2 separate regions of the Canis lupus genome follow, and region 1 is linked to region 2. The links are chromatin contacts, called in public Hi-C maps. All regions are on one chromosome and are shown on one strand. Each heading gives the region's core, a stretch centred on a gene start, on an enhancer-like site or on the middle of the called end of the contact. The rest is flanking DNA. Distances are from core to core; before and after follow the strand shown.

Region 1 (6,675 bases), core at 3,210-5,709, 260 kb before region 2:
AAACCCCGTGCACATGACATTCGCCTGTGCAATGCGGATTTCAAAAGCTAGTAAAGGAGGTGTGTAAGGCATGTTTCAGAAAATACATCAACATATCAAAGGAGCATGTTCCAGGAATTGGAAACTTCTCCATTGCAAATACTTTGCTTTTCTTTGCTAATCGGTTATGTTCCAATAAGTTTTGCAAGGTCAGATATAAAGCTATGCTTTATGGCAACTCAACCCTGTACTCTTTCCTACGGATCTGGAGGCAAGGGTAAAAATGCACAGCTGGGGGCAGCCCCCCCACACACACACAAATAACTGCAACAAAATAATACACACCCCTCCACAATTCTACAGGGGGTTTTTCCCTCCTTATCTTTCCAGAAGAGATCCGGCCCACCTCTTAAAGTCAAGTAAGGTCTATTCCCCGCGGCTTCCTGAATTCCCTTGCCTGAAACCTCAACTCTGAATCCTAGCGTCTCGTTATTCTCTTATCAAGCTCATCTTGTCCTTTATGAGGGAAAGTCACCATCTATATTTAGGAACCAATTCCAGCCAACATCCATTTATTATTCAATGTGGCTACTTTCTCAAGATGTATCCAAACAAGAGGTCTGAAAAGTCATCAGAGAATGTGAAGAGCAGTACTGGGGGCCAGCCCAAAGTGGAACAGGAGTAGGGTACAAAGGAGGAGAGCAGAATAGGGCTAATCCAACAGTTTAGCTCTGTCATACTTTTTAGGTACAAAAAAAAAAAAAAAATTAAAAAGCTCCCCGCTTGGTAGAAGCCAGGATTTGAAAACTTCCTTTAGGAGTCAATGCGGTGAGGCCGGACTGACCATCTGTTACCCGAGAAGAACTGACCTTTCTGATAACAATGGGGATAAACTTGATCCTGGAGTGGAAGTGGGGAGGGCATCCTGTCATCATGTGACATCCCACAGAAAGAAGCACCAAGGTGTCCCGGGGCCACATCCACGACAGTGCAGAATAAGCCATCCTTGGCCGTGGCTCCTGGGGAGCGGCCTTTCTAAATACTCATTCTGGGACAACCGAGCCCTTGGCTCTGATGCGAACCAACACTCTGTACCTAACCGCTTAACCTGCCCCGCAAGGCCACAGGAGGAGCTGCGAAGGCTGCTCACCTCTCCTCCGTGGAGAAGACGAATTTCCTAAGTTTCAGGTCCCCGAGCACGATGGCCGACTGATGGCAGTGGGCAACGGCGGAAACAATCTGCTTGAAGAGCCGGGCAGCCTCCTCTTCCCGCAGCCTCTTCCGGCTTCGCACATAGGAGTGCATGTCCCCAAAGTCCTTCTCAAAGAAGACATAGGCCTTGGTTTCCCCAAGGATCACTTCCACAATGCCAGTGATGTTCCTGTGTGACGGCAGCTGGATGTAAGGCCTGATTTTGTCCTGGTAGTGTTTAATAGGAAACACCTGCAGAGAGACGGTGACCCCATTTAGGAAGCTAGAAAAGCAGAGGCTGCCTCCTGAATGCCGGACTGCAGCTCTCGGCCTTCGGCCTTGGGTTGACAGTACGGCTCCCTTCATTTATCTCTGCACCACCACCACCACCCCACACCTTATGCAAGAAGCCTCAGCTGCCTCTAACACCCCAAACCAGCAACATAGAGGGCTCTGGCTAGCAGATGCCCACTGGGTTACTCTACGGATGGTTTAAAAGAGCTGTCTTCTATATATGTCGCCTCCTTTCACGGGGGCTGAGCCCTAAAGCTCGCACCCTATGTGGCCCTTCCTTGTTTGCAGGTGGGGGCTGCTGCAAGTAGCTGCAGGAAGCCCCACCCCCCCACCCCTCCCGGGATCTCCAGGAGCTGAAAATGCATGACCCCCTGCAGACCCAAAGCTCTCACCACAGAGAGCACAGAATGTGGTGACTCTGCAGCCTCCGAGTGGAAGCAGGGGCTGGGGAACATGCAGATCTGTCATTAGTCAGAAGGAACAGATGACTCGCAGAAAGACTGTGACAACAGAGCCTTAAACAACCTGCCTATACAGTCTGACTCAGGTAGAAACGGCCTTGAGTTAAAATTAGCACAGGATATGGGATGTTCTGTATGGTTTTTACATTTGTTTGTTTATCTCCAGCACCACCCCACCCCGAGGTGGGGGGGTGGGGGGCACAGAGCTCCCACCCTCCACCTTCACCAGGGAAATGGGTAGTCTCTCCTCTCAGAAGCTAGCTGGTCTCTTTAAGGGCCTTTTGTTTAGTCCGGTTACTCATATCCTAGACTCAACTGGAAACGGTGACACATGGGCTGTCACCATCTGGATTCAGCTATTATCTGCTCAGAGGAACTGGAAGGGGTTGCACAATGGCCAGACCCACCCCACCTCTGAGGCCTGGCTGCCCCGGCCCCGGCTAGATGAATCTCTGAGCCGCTCCGCCCCCCCCCCCCCCCCCCCCACCCCCCATCTTCCCCAAACCGCTCTGAGCCCCGGCGCCCCAGCGCCCGGGAAGAAAGGATTCCCCCTCCCCGTGCACCGGGCTGGAGCCCGCCTTGGAAATTTCATTCCCGTCGGACAGTAGGTGGCAGCAGCGAGCCTAGGGAGGGGGAGGCGGGTGGAGTTCAGGTGAGTTGCGGAAAACCCGAGAGCCACTTTAACGGAGGGGTGACCCCGTCTCTCGCTTGAAAAGGAGCAGCCCCGAGGCTCGTGGGGGACGTCGGGGCCGGGGGTGCACGCGGAGGATCCTGCTCCTAGGAGCCCTATCTGCCCCGGAACGGAATCTCTCATGTTCAAAAGAAAAACCGCGGGCCGGAAAAGAGAGAGCTGGGCGGCAGCGAGGGTTCCTAGCCGGTGTGGGCTTCCCAACATTTCTGCGCCGGGCGAAGGCCCCGGGCCGCCGGGGAGCCCACCTCAGACCGCTCCCTGCGGAGGACGGGGTTCTCCTCCCGGCGCGGGCTGGGGCCGGGATCCCCAAGACCCGAGCCCGGCACGGTCTTCCCACCTGCCCCCCGCCCCCCTCACCACCCACAGCCCGGCCCAGGTGCCTCGCAGCCCCGGCAACAGCTGCCGGCTGCTCCGAGCTCCGCGGAGGACACCCACTGCAGGGCGTCCTTCCAGGACGGGGGGCGGGGGAAGCCGGGGGAACGAGAGCAGGGGAATGGCTGGGCCCTGGGATCCATGTCAATCCCACAACTTATTTGGGACGCCGGGCGCTACGCCGGGCGCTAAGGGCAGGTCACGGAGGCACGGCCTCTGAGCACCCACCGCGCCTCCTCTTGCCCGCCGAGCCCCCGCCGCGCCTCTCCAGCCGAAATCCCCCAAGGGGCGGACGAAGCTGGCCCAGAGCCCGCTGCCACGCTCAAGTCGCCGCAGGTGGCCCCGGAGGCCCCCGGCGCCGGCGGGCGAGACCCCGAGCACCTGGGCGGGCCCCCGCGCCCCCGCCCCCCCGGGCGCCTACCTTGCAGCGCAGCTCGCGGCCGGTGTGGATGCACAGCGCCCGGGACACATGCTCGCGCTCCGCCAGCGGCAGCAGCAGGTAGTCGGCGATGCGGCTGGGCCCCGGCGCGCTCCCGCAGCCGCCGCCGGCTCCCGGAACGGCGGGCGGCGGCTGCGGGCTGCAGGGCGAGCCGGGGGGGCTGAGGTAGTCCGGGGGGCTCGAGCACTCGGAGAGGCGCGGGCACTTGGCCGCCACGGCCGCCGCGTCGTCCGCGTCCAGCAGGCGTTTGGCCGGGGCGCCCCGGGCGGCCGGGAGCAGCAGGGCCGGGCCGCGGGGCTGCGAGGCGCCGCTCATGGCCGAGCGCACGGGACCGACCCGCATCCCGTCCCGGGCCGGGCCGGGCTCGGCGCGGGCGCCGCGACCTCCTCCAGCCGGCGGGGTGGGCTTTGCGGACGGAGCTCGGCTCGGCCCCCCGGGGCAGGCAGCAGCGGCTCCCGGGAGCTGGCGCTGCACGCGGGAAGCACGCCGGCCGCGCGTCCGGGGGCGGGAGGCAGAGGCCGGCTGCGGTCCCGGGACCTCGGCGGGCGGCGGCTCGGGGCGCCTGGCCGGGGGCGGCCGCCGCTATTGTTGCCGAGGCCGCCGACAGTCCCGGAGGCGGAGGCGGCGGCGGCGGCGGCGGCGGCGGCGGCGGCGGCGCCGGGTGTTGCGGACGTCCCGAGCCGCGAGGGCAGGATTCCGCAGGCTCGGCGGAGCCGCGGGGCCGATGCCCTTCCCGAGCGCGGGGTCCCGGAGAGGAAGCCCGAGCAACTTTCCCGCGGCGCTCGGGGTCCTGCGCGCCCCGGGGCTCCCGGCGTGCGAGTGAGCGAGCGGCTGAGCGTGAGTGAGCGAGCGAGTGTGTGCGCCGCAGCGATCCCGGCCAGTGCACTCCTCCTTCTCCTTTTCCTCCACCTCCTCCGCCTCTCGGTGACTCACGCTGTATACACACACACACTCACAGGCCGGGCCGTGTAAACAGTTGGAAGCCGGGTTGAGCAATGAGGTGGCTGCGACGACTCGGGCCCCGCCGCCCGGCGAGCAGTCACCGACGCGGAGGGAGGAGGCGGGGGCCGGGGGGCGGGGAGAGGAGGCGGGGCCGCGGCGGCGGGGGCACCGGGGGCGGCCGGGAGGCCGGGGATGCTCGGGGTTGCGCGCGCTCCGGCGCAGGTGGTGCGCCGGGCTGGGACGGGCTGGGACGCAGGCTGGGACGGGCTGGGACGGGCTGGACGCAGGTGGGACGCAGGTGGGCGCAGGTGGTGCGCCGGGCTGGGACGGGCTGGGACGGGCTGGGACGGGCCGGAGGCGGCGCGCGCCCTCCCGCAGGCCGGCGGCGCGGCTCCCCCAGCCGGGAGGGGGCGGAGGAAGAGTTCCCGTGACGTCAGGGTCCGGGGAAGCGGGCGGGGGCGGGGGCGGGGGCGGGGCCGCGCGGGGAGAGGCGGCCGCCGATTGGTGCGCGCTCCCCATTCACCCCGAGCACAATGGGCTGCGGGCGCGCGCCACGGGGCTCGGCGGGGCGCGGGCTGCGGCGGGACGGTCGCGCCGGCCGCCCCGGGGATCCCTCCACCGCCCCGCGCCTGGAGACCTCCGGCTGCGGCCGTGGGCGCCTCCCGGGCCCGGCTGCAGCCGGAGGAAGGGAGGGTAGGGACGGTGATGGATTCCAGAATCAGTCATTCACCCCCACGCGGTAGTTCCGGGGAAGACCTGTGCGTGGTAGTGGATGTGGCTTTTTTTTTTTTTTCCCCCTTTTCCTTCCCCCTCCCGGCTCTAATCCCCAGCGTCTGTTCGCTTCCACAAATAGAACCTTCTGTTGGATGAAATAAAAGCAAACACGGGGCCTTCTGCGCTGCCTCCACCTCCACGCCCCTCCCGCGCCTGCCGCCCTCCCGGATTGCACGGAAATAGCTTCTCCAGGCTCCCCGGCCGCCCCTTCGCGGTGACTCGCAGAAAGAGCTTCCTGAGCCCGGGGCCGGTGGGAAACAAAGGATGTGGGGAGCTGGCGGAAGGGGCCCACGTGGCTGCCGCCGGATTGCTGCCCCCTCCCCGGCCTCCGCACGCGCGGCAGGGTCTGGGGCCCCGGGGCCAGCCCCGGCTCCGTGGGGGGCGGGCAGGGGAGTAGAGTCACCCCTGGCCAGCGCCTGTGATGCTGCCTACACCCGGGCGCCCCTGCCAGCTTGTGTGCCTACATTCGTGCAACGTGATTTGGGTGAGCACGAAATGTGTGCCAGACCCTGCAGCGGAAAACCTCCCCTGGGAAAGGAACTTAAAAATCTGTCCTTTTTCTTGAGAGAGCTGGGTCAGTTTGAAGTCTCGGGACACCCAACGTAGGTAACTATTGCAGAGAGCCTCTTCCCCTCCTGCTAAACACTGAATTTTCTAAAACGAGGGTGAGCCCCAAGGATAAGTCCTCTTACGTCTTCAGTCTCCATGTATTCCACAAACACTAATTATGCATCTATTGAAGGCCAGATGCTGGGGATTAGAAGATGAAAATGTGAATAATAATTGCTAACATTAATTGAGGACTATGACGTGTCAGGCACTGTTCTCAGCTCTTTACACATAATACTTTGCTTTGGTTTTACAACCAGCCTGTGGGGTTTTTTTGTTTTGTTTTGTTTTTTGTTTTTGCCCCATTTCATGGAAGAAGACTTCAGAGATGTACGTTCCTTGCTGGAGTCCAATAGCTAGTGAGTAGTGGAGCTTTCGGGCTCTTAAGCGCTCTTGGGGACTCAAGGGAGAGATTAGAGTCTGGGAGAAAAGAGGGCTAGGGAGGAGTGCCAGCTAGAAGGCAGCATTTGTCCTGGGGGATGTGTGGGATTGTGAGATCTTTGCTGGGGGGAGTTGGGGGAGGGGGGATGAATGGTGGGTAGCAGGGGAAGCAAGGTTGGCTCAGGCCAAAGGGCTTGCAAGGTTGGTGGGAGCTGAGCCTGCAGAAGTCGTGAAGGACTCCATTGGCATGCGGGAAGGTTGCACTCGGTCCTGTGGCCAGGCCAGAGCCTACCTTAGGTTTGCCTGCTTTCGGGGTATTCTGTGCCAGTATTTAAGATCCACTGAGCTGCCAGCTGGACATCTGCACTCAGATGGCAAACCCAACATGAGCCATCAGCACCTCCATCCCCGGGGTACACTCCCCTCACTGTCTTCCGAGACAAAGGCACCACCACCACCCACCCCACCCGCCCTCCCGGGCACTCCTTTCCCCTTGAATCTGCCCTTTTCCCATTCCCCACAGCCAGTCTCTGGGGCCATCC
Region 2 (6,314 bases), core at 1,117-3,616:
TCTATGCTATTTTTTAATAGCACCTGGAATGGACAAAACACACAACGTATATAAGGAATAATACAATACAGGATAAGTGATGAGTGTCTCCCACATAGTAGCTATCCTTATTATGTGCATGCAAAATTCACATTACTCTAATGAAACTCTACGCTTGCAGAGAGCCGAGGGAAACTTCCTTCTGTAATTCTGGAGTATTTTCAGGAAAAAGATTTGGATTGAGAAGCAAAGAGAATGGATGGAGTAGACACACTCTTCTCTCTCTCTCTCCCGCTAAGAACAGCTAAGTACATAATTCACAGGACAACCCCACCCCCCTAAAGAATCATCTGGCCCAAAATGTCCATCATGAAACCTTGGTTTAAATCAACCTCCTCTTGAAGCCTTCCCTAGTAACAATAATCTCTTTGTTCCCTGTACCTACAGTTTCCAAGAAAGATTAAAGCAAGGTTTCCTGGCAACCCAGGTGGCCCAGCGGTTTAGCACCTGCCTTCAGCCCAGGGCACGATCCTAGAGACCCGGGATCGAGTCTCACATCAGGCTCCTTGCATGGAGCCTGCTTCTCCCTCTGCCTATGTCTCTGCCTCTCTCTGTGTCTCTCATAACTAAATAAAAATCATATATATATATATATATATATATATATATATATATATATATATATTTCCTGAGTTTTTCCCACGCATGTTATTTTCCCTTCCCATACCGAGCCTTGTCTTAGGCCATTCAGGCTGCTGCAACAAAATACCAGATTGGGTAGCTTACAAACAACAGAAATTGATGCCTGGAGTTCTGGAGGCTGGGAAGTCCAAGGTCAAGGTGCCAGCAGGGTCCCATTCCGGTGAAGGCCCTCTACCTCGTTCAGAGCCCCCAAGCCCTCTCACCCTTTGTCATCACAAGGTAGAAGGTGCAAGGGAGGGAGCTCTCAGGAGCCTTTTACAAAGGCACTAATTCCATTCATGAGGGCTCCACCCTCATCACCTAAGCACCTCTCAAAGGCCCCACTTCCTAATACTATATCACAACGGCATTAGGATTTCAACATATGAAGGGGCGGGGGGGGGGGCGCAGAAAAACATAAATATTCAGACCACAGCAAGTCTGATTCACTTCAGGCAGGGTCACTTATCAGCTGACTTGAAAATATTGTTTCCCCCGTCTCCTCTCTCCTTACAGCAGGGTGGTAGACCCAGAGCTAACAATTTATAGACACTCTGCCAAACGTCCTTCAAACCACGGGGCCTATGCAAGTCCAGCCAGAGCTACAGCTCCTTTTTCAAGATGCAAGGGTACGTCTTTCCTTATGAAACCGTCTCTTACCTATACGAGCAATTGCTCGTTCCCTCCCTCATGCTACTACTATGCCCCCTCTCCCTCACACACACACTTCTTCGTAAAACTCATCACAGCTATTTGTTCACCCGGCAGCCACTCCTTCACCCCGGGAGCAGCTTAAACCACAACCCTGACACGTTCTGCTAGCACATAAGACAGCTCCTCGTACGAAAGAGGCGATCAAAGAACGGAGGAGAGTGACGACAGGAACAGCAACCGCCCTTTCTTGGTTTTTTTTCTTTTTTTTTTTTTTTAAGATTCTACTTCTTTATTCATGAGAGACACAGCGAGAGAGGCAGAGACCCAGGCAGAGGGAGAAGCGGGTCCCACGCAGGGGGCCCGACCTGGGACTCGACCCCGGGTCTCCAGGATCACACCCTGGGCTGCAGGCGGCGCTAAACCGCTGGGCCCCCCGGGGATCCCCAGCAACCACCCTTTCGAGGCCCCCCACAGTGCGCCACAAACTGATGCCCTTGGCGCTACTTTCTCAGGACCGCTGATGCTCACAACCAATTATAGAAAAGGAAACTGAGGCCCAGGGAGCTCATTTAGACCTCCCGTCCGAGGCCCTGCTTTTAAAGACAGCTCAAAGCACACGAATCTGCAGCAGGAACCGTGAACTTTTCCCCCACTCGGGTGGGAGGATGGAGAGACGGCGCCTCGGGGAGGGGGCAGCCTGCCCAAGCCTCCGTGCTCGGCGTGCAGTGCCAGGACCACAGCCCGGGCGGACAGACCCCAGCTCAGGGCACCCGCGGGGCGCCCCACGGGGAGGCGACACCTGTCGCCACCCTCGCCCTCGCCACCCCCCGCTTCCGCCTTACCTGGAGGCGCGCCCCGGCTCGGTCTGGCAGCACCCGGACCGCCCACGCCCGGACCCCAACTCCTTCCTCAACTCCCTTCCCCAGTCGCTGAAACCGCGAGCGCGGGCTCGAGCGTCATCAGCCGTCGCCGGCCAGCGGTCACATGACGCCCCGCCCTGCTCCCGCCCCCTCTGGTCATGTGACTGCCACGGGCGCCACAGGCGGAAGCCGGGGTCCCGCCGGCTGGCGATCGGGGGCTGCGGCCGGAGGGGTCGTCGTGCGGGGAGGGGAGGCCGGGCACCCGCGTGCCGACCCCGCCCGCGCTCGCCGGCCCCGCACGTGCGCCCTGGCGCGGCCGGGGTGACAGGTGAGTGAGGGCGGGATGCGCTCTCCGGGGCCCCGGCCCCGCGCAGGGCCGCGCGGGCGGAAGGTGCGGCGTGGACGGGGAGTCGGGCTTGGAGGGCTGAGGGCCTGCCTGGGGCGGCGCTGCAGCCGCAGCTCTCCCACCTCCTCTCGGGGCCGTGGTTCTCCCCGCCGCGGACACTCAGCTGTTGGCCCGCCTCTGACCCCTCCAAGTTTCCAGGAGCCGCGCCGGGCGGGCGGCGTTAATCCTCCCCCTGCTCTCGAGAACACGGGGTGCTCGGCGAGGGCTTTGAGAGTCTGCTAGACCCGGGTTTGAATTCTAGCTCCGCCGTGGGTTCCGAACTTGAGCCAGTCATTGCTCCTCTCTGCACCCAAGTTCCCTCACCTGCGGCACGCCGGTGCCGAAGTTCTTTGCATTTTGGAAAATAGTTCCGAGGGTCCCGACAGGTTTGTGGCGCACGGTTGAAAACATAAATCAAGTCACGGTGCCGGTAATGGAGCCGGATTCCAAGTGCACGGAGTTTCCTCCAACAGAGATACTTGGGGTCGTGACAAGGGAGGGAGAGGTCTTCCTGCTTCTGCGCATAACCAGGAACGCCTCCCGTTTTTCGTTCTCCCGTCTTCCAGGATTTATGAATGGGGCTAGAGAGATCAGGCCCATTTCCGAACTTGCCTGGAAGAGATTTGTCACTTTTATTTTGATCAACAACCATTCTGTTTTGTTCCCGGTCATGGATAGGTGGAGCCCAGTGCTTCCTTCTTTATGGAACCGAGGTTTTATGAAAGGATTAAAAAAAAAAAAAAAGACTTCTTTTGTCCTCTGAGTAGGGCACACAGGTTTGTGTGGTTTGTCCCAGGACAATTTAATTTCCTTCAGAATTCAGTTCTGTACCTGTTGGGTAATTGGTATGATGGTGATGCCATGCTGCGTTCTTGAAACACGTTGTTGTCTTTTGTCTGGGGCTACCTTCCAAACTGAAAACCACAGTTCCATGCCAAAATTCTTAAAAATAAGTTAACAGCTGCTTTTTGGGGTGCCTTGTAAAGGAAGAGTAGGAAATCGAGTGGGATCTCTGGTTTCATTTCATGCCAGATAGTAATACAGCCTATATTGAGAAAACTGGTCTTTATGAGTTTCCTTCGTCTCTAGCACCAAGAGAACCACTAAATGGAAGATTTGATATAGGTTCATCTACAGTGTTTATCTGGGTCTCATTCGTTTTAAATCTCAACTAAGTATTAGCACCTTATGAAACCACCTGATTCTGAGAGCGCTGCAACATGATTAGGCATCTTTAATGTTGGTTTTAGATTCTGTTCTTTAGGGCAAGTTTCTCAACCAACAATGGGTTATCTACCAAATACTCTAACCAAATAATATTTTAAATGTTGCCTACAACGTAAGGATTTAAGGATTAAAATAAGGGGTAAACACACAAAAGTCTTCACTTATGTCATTATTCCAAGCCTAAGCTAACTTGACTCTCTGCGTGCCGGAGCTGAGTGTATCTCTTTTTTGTTTTTTGTTTTGTTTTGTTTTGGGGGGGGGGGCGGGTTTTGGTGGGTGAGGTAAGGAGAAGAAGGCAGGTAATGTTTTGCTTAAGATACTTTCTCCATGGTCCCATTGTCAATCCTATATTGGGATCCAAAATCTGGGAGCAGTTACACCAGTTAAACGTAGCTTGCTCACCTTGCAGTTGTGTCTTGAGTTTCATCCTACTTAGACCTGGATCTTCAGAGGAATTCAGTGACTTGTTGTTGTTGTTTTGTCCATTTGCCATTATTTTCCTCCTCTCCTTGTCTCATTTTCCCAACTAGACCATTTCAGTGCAAAAAAAAATGGAATGAAATTGGGGTGCCTGGCTGGCTCAGACAGTAGAGCATGTGGCTGATAATCTCAGGGTGAGTTTGAGCCCCACACTGGGGGTAGAGTTTCCTTAAAAAAAAAAAAAATGGAATGAGATGATCTGAAATTCAGCCTATTAGAGATCAATGTGGCTTAATGAGTAAACATTATGAGAAAACGAAAAGACTTGTTAATAATTTAATCCTTAATGTGTATTAAAGATCTCCTTATAAAACAAAGTTCTAAACAACTGTAGTGGTTTCTCAGCAATCCCTGCTCTTGGACCAACCCCATCTACTTCCTTTGATCTGTGCTTCTCTCACTTGCTCACTCTGTTCCAGCCACATCAGCCACTTGGCTATTCCTTCACATCTAGCACATTGCTGCTGCCCTGTGGCCTTTGCATTTAATTTAAACACTTCCTGGAATGCCCTCCTCCCAGATCATTACTGATTGTAAAATAACAGACTGCCCCAAAACCTAGTAATTTAAGACAAAAAAAATTTTTTTGGCTAATAGTTTCTGTGGTCAGGAACCTATGATGTAGCTTAGCTAGGTGCCTTTGGCTCAGGGGCTCTTAGGAGGTTGCAGCCTGGCTGTGAATAGAAGTTGTCTTATCTGAAGGCTCAACTGGGGTTGTGTGTAGTTCTATTTTCAAGCTCATTCAAGTGGTTGTTGGCAAGCCTCTCACTCCCTCATCACAGGGTACACTCACAACATGACAGCTTGCTTCCCCCAGAACAAACTAGCTAGGAAGGATGCCCCAGCCAGAAGTCACCATTTTTTGTGATCCAACCTCAGAAGTAATATCTTTTCCATCTGCCTTATTGTGTTCTTTAGGAGTCGGTAAGTCACCCTCAAGGAAAGGGTTCATACACAGGGCATGAACAAGGAGATGGAGGTCACTGGGAACTGTCCTAGGGGCTGCTGACCACACTCAAATACCCTTACTGCTTGCTTCCTTACTTCCTTCTGGTCCCTGCTCAAACATCTTATCACAGAGGCTGTAAAACAACACACACTCCATCTCTTTATCATGCTTTTTCTTCACAGCAATGATCACAGCCTGATACATAATGCATTTATTTATTATCTCTTCCCCACTCCTAGTAGTATGCAGGCTTTATGAGAGCCAGAACTTAGTTTTGTTTGCTGCAATATCCTCAGGTCCTAAAACAGTGCTTGACGCATAATAGGCACTGGGTACATATTTGTTGAATTAATGAATCTATACCAGTAGGATTCTGTAAAGAATCCAAAAGCCAACTAGCAGTAAATAAATCATAAAAATAGCTCATTTTACAAGGATTACAGAGGCAGGAAGTGCCACAGTTGAATCAATGAGTCAATAACATCAACAAGAATTTAGATTCTTGGGACGCCTGGGTGGCTCAGCAATTAAGCGTCTGCCTTCGGCCCAGCGCATGATCCTGGATTCCCGGGATGGAGTCCCACATTGGGCTCCCTGCATGGAGCTTGTTCTCTCTCTGCCTGTGTCTTTGCCTCTCTCTGTGTGTCTCTCATGAATAAACAAAATCTTTTTAAAAAAAGAATTTAGATTTTTTCTAAATTCCTTCCAAACCACAATCTGCAGGTTTTTGGCTTTTTTTCTTTTAGCTTGTCATCTTGTATTTCAGGCAAGATATGTTCATGGGACCACATTCAAAGGCAAGAAGGAGAGGGATAGCCAGAGGAAAGATAGAGAAATTTCTCTTCATATGCTTCTCTCCTTATAGCAAGAGGAAAAACAATATATTTCCTGTGAGGTCTACCATAGACTTCCTCTTTATATCTGATTGGTTGACACTGAGTCACATGTCTAACCTCACTTCAGGGGCCATGGAAAAATAAGGATCCACTTGTTTCCACCTCTGTAGGAAGAAAGGAAGAGGAAGGAGGAAATTCTTGCTGAGGAGTCGACAGCATGCCAGTAAATTAATACGTTTCTAAGTATTTAATCAATTCTAAGA

The links. Hi-C and Micro-C count contacts between places; a contact is called where the count stands out from the background.
Region 1: a Hi-C map of amygdala shows a contact between it and region 2, with 4 times the contacts expected there. The contact joins the promoter of TRIB1 here to the promoter of WASHC5 in region 2. A contact is called at or near these places in 3 of 9 Hi-C or Micro-C datasets (amygdala and blood).

What each region holds. Positions count from the first base shown.
Region 1 is chr13:23,753,463-23,760,137 of UU_Cfam_GSD_1.0, reverse strand. It overlaps TRIB1 (tribbles pseudokinase 1), which reads right to left and starts at 4,459. Exons shown (of 3, transcript NM_001313808.1): 1 at 3,410-4,459; 2 at 1,130-1,422. The coding sequence starts at 3,769.
Region 2 is chr13:23,488,957-23,495,270 of UU_Cfam_GSD_1.0, reverse strand. It overlaps WASHC5 (WASH complex subunit 5), which reads left to right and starts at 2,366. Exons shown (of 29, transcript XM_038555500.1): 1 at 2,366-2,502. It overlaps NSMCE2 (E3 SUMO-protein ligase NSE2), which reads right to left and starts at 2,311. Exons shown (of 7, transcript XM_038555505.1): 1 at 2,157-2,311.